Linked DNA regions of Mus musculus: region 1 is linked to region 2. The links are chromatin contacts, called in public HiChIP or PLAC-seq maps. All regions are on one chromosome and are shown on one strand. Each heading gives the region's core, a stretch centred on a gene start, on an enhancer-like site or on the middle of the called end of the contact. The rest is flanking DNA. Distances are from core to core; before and after follow the strand shown.

What was found. HiChIP or PLAC-seq counts read pairs in DNA pulled down with a chosen protein or histone mark.
Region 1: a contact with region 2 is called in an H3K4me3 HiChIP or PLAC-seq map of embryonic stem cells, with 5 times the contacts expected there. The contact joins the enhancer-like site here to the promoter of Nup98 in region 2. A contact is called at or near these places in 10 of 39 promoter capture datasets (the 3T3-L1 cell line, 3T3-L1-derived adipocytes, cranial neural crest and 6 more), 4 of 484 Hi-C or Micro-C datasets (CD4 T cells, cardiomyocytes and embryonic stem cells), 7 of 115 datasets of contacts at active chromatin or transcription factors (the 230-238 cell line, the SCID.adh cell line, embryonic stem cells and 2 more) and 2 of 9 other capture datasets (adipose tissue and pancreatic islet).

The regions. Positions count from the first base shown.
Region 1 is chr7:101,938,552-101,943,001 of GRCm38.p6, reverse strand. It overlaps a transcript of Numa1 not described here. Among named protein-coding and RNA genes, the nearest start is that of Lrrc51, 20 kb to the right of the region's middle. Within about 2 kb of position 2,586, at least 10 of the 459 cell types and tissues checked have an H3K27ac peak or open chromatin away from gene starts, as enhancers often do. A contact at or near this core is called in embryonic stem cells, where this site is marked.
Region 2 is chr7:102,208,422-102,212,982 of GRCm38.p6, reverse strand. Nup98 (nucleoporin 98) reads left to right here and starts at 2,817. Exons shown (of 33, transcript NM_001287164.1): 1 at 2,817-2,965. It also overlaps a transcript of Pgap2 not described here.

The DNA of each region.
Region 1 (4,450 bases), core at 1,337-3,836, 270 kb after region 2:
TGGAATGGGTGTGTCACTGTGGGTGTGGGTATAAATAAGATCCTCACCCTAGTTGCCTGGAAGTCAGTCTTCCACTAGCAGCCTTTGGATGAAGACATAGAACTCTCAGCTCCTCCTGTGCCATGCCTGCCTGGATACTGCCATGCTCCCACCTTGATGATAATGGACTGAACCTCTGAACCTGTAAGCCAGCCCCAATTAAATGTTGTTTTTTATAAGACTTGCCTTGGTCATGGTGTCTGTTCACAGCAGTAAAACCCTAACTAAGACAGGGAGGGAGGGAGGGATCCAAGGGACCCAACACCCCTTCTGGTTTCTTGGGGTACCCACACACATTTATCCACTCACTCACACACAAACACAAATGAGCTGACAAAAACGTTCACACACCATAAAAATAAAATCTTTTTTAAAAATAATGAAAGATGAAATTTCATCCAGCAGGATAAATAAATTTACACCATTGGGCTATTGATGGCTCATCAGGTAAGACTACTGCCATACCTGAAGGTGTGAATTTGATTCCCTGGGACCCACATGGTGGAAAAAAAGACCCAAACCCAAAAAGTTGTCTGTTGACCTTCACACATATGCCGAGGTACACATGTGCCCCTTACACATGTGTGTGTGTGTATAATTTTAAAAAAAATAACACCATGTAATGAAAATTGTAACACAAATGACAACCAGGAGGATCTTAAAGAGGAAGATAGGTTCCTACAATGAAACTGTAAAAATCATGAGCACAGTTCTCAAAAAAAAAAAAAAAAAAAAAGAAAGAAAGAAAGAAAGAAAAAGAAAAAGTCCAAGCTGAACATGCCTTTAATTCCACCGCTCAGGAGGCTCAAGCAAGTGGATCGCTATGATTCTGGGTCATCTCTATAGCAAATGCCAAGCTGGCCAGACCTCCATAGTGACACAAAAAAAGGGACGAACAAAAGCAAAAATTCAATTAAATCACATTTCATATATGTTGAGAGAAAATAACTTAGAAGCCTAGTATCCAGCTAACAATCAAAACTGAAGATGAAATAAAGACATTTTTCAACAAAACAATGTTTACTACTAGGAGACACCCAGCCTCACCTCCAACTGCAGGAAATATCTAAAGGAGTAACATGAATTTATTCAACATAAAAGAAAAGAGCCAAGTGTGTGGGGGGTGGGGGGGAGGGGAGATGGCCAGAAAACAAGCAGGAAATATACACAGGCACAATAGAGGTATGCTTCAGTGGAAGAGGCCTAGAAAATATATTTGTTCCCCAGCACTGCAAAAAGGAAAATAGGGGTACAGAAGGCAGTTCTACACTAAGATGGATTTTTCTGCCTTTGGTAATGGTTTCATTCTTGCACATGCTCATTTTGAATCTGAACACTTCTTGATAAGCTTGGTGTATAATAGGTAAAAATCAATGACCTCAGAACCTTCTGGCCATCTGTTCTTATCAATTACACACAAATATCAAAACAGCCCTTGCTCAGTTCTGTTTAGGCATCGGGGTAGGGCTGTGTCTGCAGCCCAACAATTCTACAGTTCTTAGTTCAAGGCATTCATCCCACTTCCAAATCTCACAAATAAAAATAAACTTCCAGGGCTGGAGAGATGGCTCAGCAGGTAAGAGCACTGACTGTTCTTCCAGAGTTCAATTCCCAACAACCACATAGTGGCTCACAACCATCTGTAATGGGATCTAATGACCTCTTCTGCTGTGTGCTCACATACATTAAATAAATAGATAGATGATAGATAGATAGATAGATAGATAGATAAAGAAATCTTCCAAAAGGAAATGTTTCTTAGTGAGCCATCAGGTAAAATCTCACTCTGACAGAGTAAGACTGGCTTTAGACTAAGATTCAGACCTTACAATTAGTCATCATGTGCTTGAACTTGGACCAACAAAAGAGTCCTTTGTGCTTCTTCCTCTAAAGGAGAAAAGTACCACACAGGAACAGAACACATATACCTATTCGTGTGCCTGAAAGCTTCCCTTGACCTGAATACGCACCATACACAGACACAGGTAAGATATCCACAGCGCAGAGTCTCCCTACTCCCTCCCTTACCGGCAAAGCTCCCTCCCCATAACAGACTTGAGAGAGTAGTAAGACTTGACAAACCCAGAACTTTGGAAACAAAAGACTAAGCCACACACAAAGAAAAGGAAAAAAAGATATAAATATGGATTAAATCAAGTTGGTAAATTATGTTTTCAGGAGGCAGTTTCATACTTCCACCCCCACCAAAAAAGGATAATATTATGCTGAAATTAAAACAAATACCATCGCTGGGCAGTGGTGGCACACGCCTTTAATCCCAGCACTTGGGAGGCAGAGGCAGGTGAATTTCTGAGTTCGAGGCCGGCCTGGTCTACAGAGTGAGTTCCAGGACAGCCAGGGCTACACAGACAAACCCTGTCTCGAAAAAAAGAAAAAAAAAAAAGAAAGAAAGAAAAAGAAAAAAGAAACAAGCCTGAGAACGTAATCTGTAGCTGAATCTAAGCTGCACCCAAATACCTTTCTGGTCCATGCCCTAGAGTTACTCCCTAGATACTTCCTAGCAATAGGCAATGAAGATTAGTCTGATTGTCTCAGCACCCACCTGTCAGCTTACAATAGTCATTCAGTTAGATGCTTGCCAGGCTATAAACCCCCTGCTTACTGGCCATTTCCGATAAAACCTTTTTCTTCGAGGACTCCAAGACTGGAGCAGTTTCACCTGCCTATCCTGCTCCATCAGGGTCAGAGGTGAGTAGGCCTGAGCTTGAATAAAAGAGACCCTTGTGCAATTGCATCAGAATCAGCTCCTTGATGGGTTGGGGGTCTTGAAAACAGACACAACATTTTGGAGTGTTGGCCAGGAAAGCCTCCACCCAAAGGGTCTCGATACTGGTAATTTCTGTTCACAGGTTTGTGTACCACTACAGAATTCTGTTTGTGTCTGCACAGCACTGTGGTAACTTTAGTTCCAGGTGGCATCCAGGTAGCTTTGGTTCCGGGTGTCTGCACAGCACTATGGTCTATGTCTGTCAGTGTGTAATTCTGTTCTGTTCCAGGTCTCTGCACAGCACTTCGAACTTTGGTTCCAGGAAGCAATGAGGTAACTTTGGTTTAGGGTGTCAGCGATGCAGTCTGTGTTGTTGTTTGTATGTAAACTGAGAGGTGCCATATCTGTCAGACTTGAGAATTGGTTTTGAATCTGTAATTGTGATCAGAGGTAGCTGAAGCTGATGCACTGGAACCAAACGGAGCTCGAAGACATTCCAGACCCCAATCAGTAGACTTTGCTGTCTCAATCTAGGATTGGATGCTGGACTCAGAGAGCCATGGGTGCTACCTTCTGGTTATTTCTCATTCCCTCTTGACAGAGAGCATTTTTCTTGTGTTTTGGTTGTTGTCCTCACTGTCAGGACTAATTGTCTACCCTTGAGTTTCTCATTACAGGGTGACTTTGACTCTGACAGATGCTAACATGGGACAATTACCTTCAACTCCACCTAAATTGTTTCTTAGCCACTTTAAGGATGTTAAAACTAGGGGACACAATCTCTGTCACCATTGGGAAAGATAAACTAACCATATTTTTCAAGCCAGGATGACCCACCTTTAACACTGGCTGGCCCCAGTAGGGGCGGGGGGGGGGGGGATACTTTGACCTGGGAATGGTCCAAGGGATCAAGAAAGTCATCTTTTTTAAGATTTATTTATTTATTTTATTTATATGAGTACATCACCATTGCTCCCTTCAGACACACCAGAAGAGGGCATCAGACCCCATTACAGATGGTTGTGAGCCACCATGTGGTTGCTGGGAATTGAACTCAGGGCCTCTGGAAGAGCCTGAGCCATCTCCCCAGCCCCAAGAAAGTCATTTTTAGACCCAAACCTGGCCACCCAGACCAAATACCTTATGGTGGTCTGGCAAGACCTCCTACAGGACTGGCCCTCTTGGCTTAAACTTTTTCTCCCTAGACAACAGGCAGACGTTTTTGCCTTGGCTAGCAAAAAGCCCAAGGATACAAAGGAAGAGACACTGGACCATCCCTCTACCTGGTCCTCCAAGGAAGAATATTATCTTTCTACCTCTACCTTCTTGTACCCCTCAGAGGGAACAGCAGCTGCTACAGGCAGCTCTGCGGCAGGCAGCCCTGCTGCAGGCAGGGAAGGTGGGACCTGATGCAGGAACACAAAGCCATCAGGAGCTTCCTGGAGCCTGAGTCTGTTATCTTGTCCTTGGACACTGCAGAATCAGTCAATGATGATCAAGGAAACCAACCTCATCCCTATAATTCCTTCATCACTAGTGACCTGTATAACTGGAAGACTCAGAACTCTCCTTTTCAGACAACTCTCAAGATTTAATTAATCGCTTAGAGACAGTCCTCTTCACCTACCAGCCCACTTGGGATAATTGCCAACAGCTTTTGCAGGTTCTCTTTACCACGGAAGA
Region 2 (4,561 bases), core at 1,568-4,067:
TAGACCAGGCTGGCCTTGAACTCAGAAATCTGCCTGCCTCTGCCTCCCGAGTGCTGGGATTAAAGGTGTGTGCCACCACGCCCAGCAATAACGGGATATTATTAAGTCATAAAAATAAATGACATATTGACACAAGCTACCTATGCCAATGAACTTTAAAAATACTATCCTAAGTGAAAGCACCAGACACAAAAGCCATAGATTATATGATTCCATTTACATTAAATAACTACAGTAAGTCAATGTAAGAGATTAATGGGGCTGGTGAGATGGCTCAGCAGGTAAGAGTACTGACTGCTCTTCCAAAGGTCCTGAGTTCAAATCCCAGCAACCACATGGTGGCTCATAACCACCTGTAATGAGATCTGATACCCTCTTCTGGTGTGTCTGAAGACAGCTACAGTGTACTTATTTATAATAATAAATAAATCATTGGGTCAGAGGGAGCAGGGCTGACTGGACCAAGCAGAGGTCCTAAATTCAATTCCCAACAGCCACATGAAGGTTCACAACCAGCTTTACAGCTAACAGTGTACTCACGTACATAAAATAATAAATAAATCTTAAATAAAATAAGTAACTTCAAAGTCATCATGGTCCTCCTCACTGAAGCATTTCTCTTTCAATGTATCCTCTCCAGTCTTCCTATAAGTACACACCATTTAAGAATCCCAACTTCTGAACATCTACTAATACTTTGAATTAAATATACTCACCTGTTGAGTCATTTAAGACACATTTCAAAACCCATGCCTTAAAACATTTAAAATGGTCAGTCTATTACTTATTGAGGGCAAACTGTGTACCAGGTACCATATCAAATGTTATATTCCTTTCATTTCATTCTCCCAACAGTCTGTAAGTCAAGCAAAATTATCCTTATTTTACAGACAAAGAAACTGATGTCCAGAATTATTGGGGATTTTCCCCATATTATCATAGTTGGGCCTGGATTTAAACTGGGGGTTCTCTGATTCTGAAGTTCGACAATTCTATTATTTTGCTGCTAAAACAATAATTCACTCACCTATGCAACAAATATGTAAATTGTAAGGTACATCAACTATGTGCCAACTCTTAAGAACACTAAAATAAATGTCCAGGGCAGGTTTAAATGTAGTTGCATTTCAAGACTGAAGAACCAAAAAATCAGAGGTTTGGATGGTGGCAAGAGAGCCACTGTAAAGATTCAAAAATAAAACCCTGAGTACTGTTGTTTATTTTGTTTTTAAGACAGTTTCATGTATTTCAGGCTGGCTTTCAGCTTCATATTCTACCTCAGCTACCTAAGAATTGAAATTACAGATCTTGGCTATTATACCCCACCTAATGACTTTCTGATTTAGAGTAAAGGCAAGGAGGAGTGATGGAAAAGCAGGGTGTTTGGACAGAGTGGTTTAGGGATGGTGGTTACAGATGGATGTTCAAACTAGCTTTTCCTGTTAGGCGATTTATACATTATTCTTTCAAGTATATACTGAACATCGACAATATATTATGTTTCTTCCATTTACTGTCTTTAAAAAAAAAAAAGAGATTTATTTATTTTATGTATACCAGGAGAGGGCACCAGATCCCATTACAGTTGGTTGTGAGCCACCATGGGGTTGCTGGGAATTGAATTCAGGACCTCTGGAAGAGCAGCCAGTGCTCTTAATCGCTGAGCCCATCTATCTCTCCAGCTCCTTTAAGATGTTTTTGTTTGAGGGAATCATTTAAAATTCTTAGCAAATCTCGTTTCAGTTCTATATTGATTTCCCAGGACGTGGTGGAGAGGTAGTATGTACCTCTTTTTTTTTTTTTTTTTTTTTTTTTTAACACAGCTCCTGTTATCTGTGAGACCTCAATAATTTAGAGAGGTCTGGTTTCTAGAACATGCCCACTCTTCTGCTCTCTGCTAGATCCTAGGAGAAAAGACACCAAAAGGATGAAAATGAAGCTTTGGCCCAGATCAGGGGAGGGAGGAGGCATAGAACGGAAAATAAATAAGATACAAAGTAACAAGGTCTTTACAAGCAGACTGCCTGAACTTCACCGGGACTTGTAAAGGTTACCAAATGTGTCCTGGAGAAGGCCGCAAGAAACCCAGAACAAGTATAGATTCTGAAAGTGCAGCTGAGGCTGAAGGGCCAAGAATCTCCTCATTGGGCTCAAGCTCTGTTAAGGCAAATCCATTGCTCAGGTCTATTCTAGAGATTCAGAGGGGGAAAGTGTACGGCGAGGGCTGGCTTGCGCTGGAAAGAACAGTGGGGAGTGGAGTGTCTGCAGACAATCTGTGGATTGATGGGTTTCCAGGAAGGGTCCTCCGGCTCTCCAAGTGCAAGCTAGGTGGCCAAGGAGCCTTCCCATCATTGCCCGCAGACAGGAGCTAGAGAAGGATAGAACAATTACCAGGTCATCCTTGGGACTTCCTTCTGATTGGCCGGAGCTTCCGTAGCGAGTCTCCGCGCTCCAAGGAAGGGGGCGGGGCCTGGACACAGCGTCACTGCGGTTTGGTGCTCACTCCTCTAGCCACGCACCAGCCCTCTTCGAGGGGCCTGTGTGACGTCATGAGCCTCTCTCAGCCAACCGTTGCGGCAGAGGGAGTGGGACTCTACATCCCTCCCCATCGTCCCTCCTTTCCCCCCCCCCCCCCCCTTTCCCGGCAATTCCTTACGCTCCTCCTCTTCCCCTCCGTTCCTAATCAGAGACCGCCTCCACGTTCGGTTTCAAAAGGATCGTCACCCAATGAATAACGGTGTGGGCCTCGAGTGGCGGACCGGCCCGCCAATGCCCGGCCGCCAAGGGCGGAGCGGCCGGAGCCGATCTCTGACGGTGGACGGCGTGTGACGCAGTCAGGCCTCTGCGCGCTGCGCCCGAAGCGGCGGTCGGTGGCAGCGGCGGCGGCGACGACGGTTTTTCTGGAGGCCGCGCGGTGAGCGGCGGGTGACGGGCGGACCTGGGCTCTCACTCCAGACGCACCGCTGTAAGTCGGGAGCGCTGCCGGGGCTGGGCGGGTAGATCTTCCTCTCTGTACCGGCATCTGCGCTGGACGCCCGGGGCCCTCTCCGCCGCCGAGTCTCGTGCCGGGCGCGCTCCTTCGGGCCTGCGTGAGGGGGCGGGGCCCGGGGCCTGCGGCCTGGCTCGGGAGGCCCTGGGAGGGGATCCAACTGTGTGGGGCGTAGGCCGGAGGGGTCTCGGGTCGCAGCCCACATTGAGTGAACCTCGCTTTCTCCGGTGCTACTCATTCATTCGCTGGGTGGAGGTGAGCAGCCCGCGGTAGGCAGACCCTTGCAGGGTGGTGCCTTGGGGGGACTTCAGTGAGGTCTCCCCGTCACTTCCTTGACCACTCTACAGGACACGTTTTGTCTAGGGTTCAACCAGAGGGTTGAGTGAGTCAGAACTGTGTTTAGCTTTTTAAGACACTGACAATTGTCTGATAAATAAAATGAAGGGTTCTTTCTGTTCCGTGTAAACCTAGGTGAGAAAGATTGAATTTCTGAGTAACTGGAGCCATAAGCGTTTAAATTGTCAATCGCCCCCACTCTGCCTCAAGTACAGAGGCTTTATTAGTGGGAGGTAGGTAGAGGAAGAGAATCCAGGTGTCTTGATTCAAGTCTAGTAGAATTTGTATACTCTTCCACCCTTCCTCTATGTTCCAGTCTCCCAATATTGGCAATTCTCTATTTGGTAGGGGTAAGGACCCAGCATTTGACATAATTTTCAAAAACACTTCTAGTTTAGCTGTTTTCATGTTCGTTTATATATAGTAAGATAACTTGATTAGTAGTACCCTGATGGGGACTTTTTTTGCTTTTTTTTTTTTTTTTTTTTTTTTTTAACTTCGGAGACAACCCTTGGTTGGCCTGGAATTCGCTATGTAGACCAGGCTTGCCACAGACTCAAAGAGACCACCTGCCTCTAACGCTGAGGTAATGAGATTAAAGGTGTTTGCCATCACATCCAGACTTAACATAGACTTTTGAGAACAAAACTTTAAAAATGATGAAATTGGCTTTAACCTTGGCAGTGCACACCTTTTATCCCAGCACTTGAGAGGCAAAGGCAGGAGGCACTCTGTGACTACAAAGCTAGCCTACTCTTCATACTGAGTTTCAGGACATCTAGGGCTGCAGAGACCCTGACTCAAAAAGCCAAGTGGGGTGGGGAATAAAACCAAGATAGATGTGGTGCAGGCCTGTAATGTCACCAGTTATGGAAATTGAGGCCAGAGAACTAGAGCATACACAGGCAAAACACTTATGCACGTGATAAAAGAAATAATTGAATTCATTTCAGTAAAATGAAAAAAATGAGGCTTAACGTGTTAGAGGTACTGGGAAATACATTGATAAAATTAAATCTGCTACTTAAGATTTGATGGAATTGTCATTTTGATCTGAATATATCAATCAGCTTGTAGTTTTGATGTTTATATAAACCATAAGACCTAAAAACAAATAATGCAAAAGCACAGAAGAGAACTGAAGTCTTAAAAGTTGTAACTTGGTGTTTTCTGTATCATTTTCTCAGTTTGAGCATCACCACCTGACTCACTCTTCCTTGTAAGTTTCCATAGCAC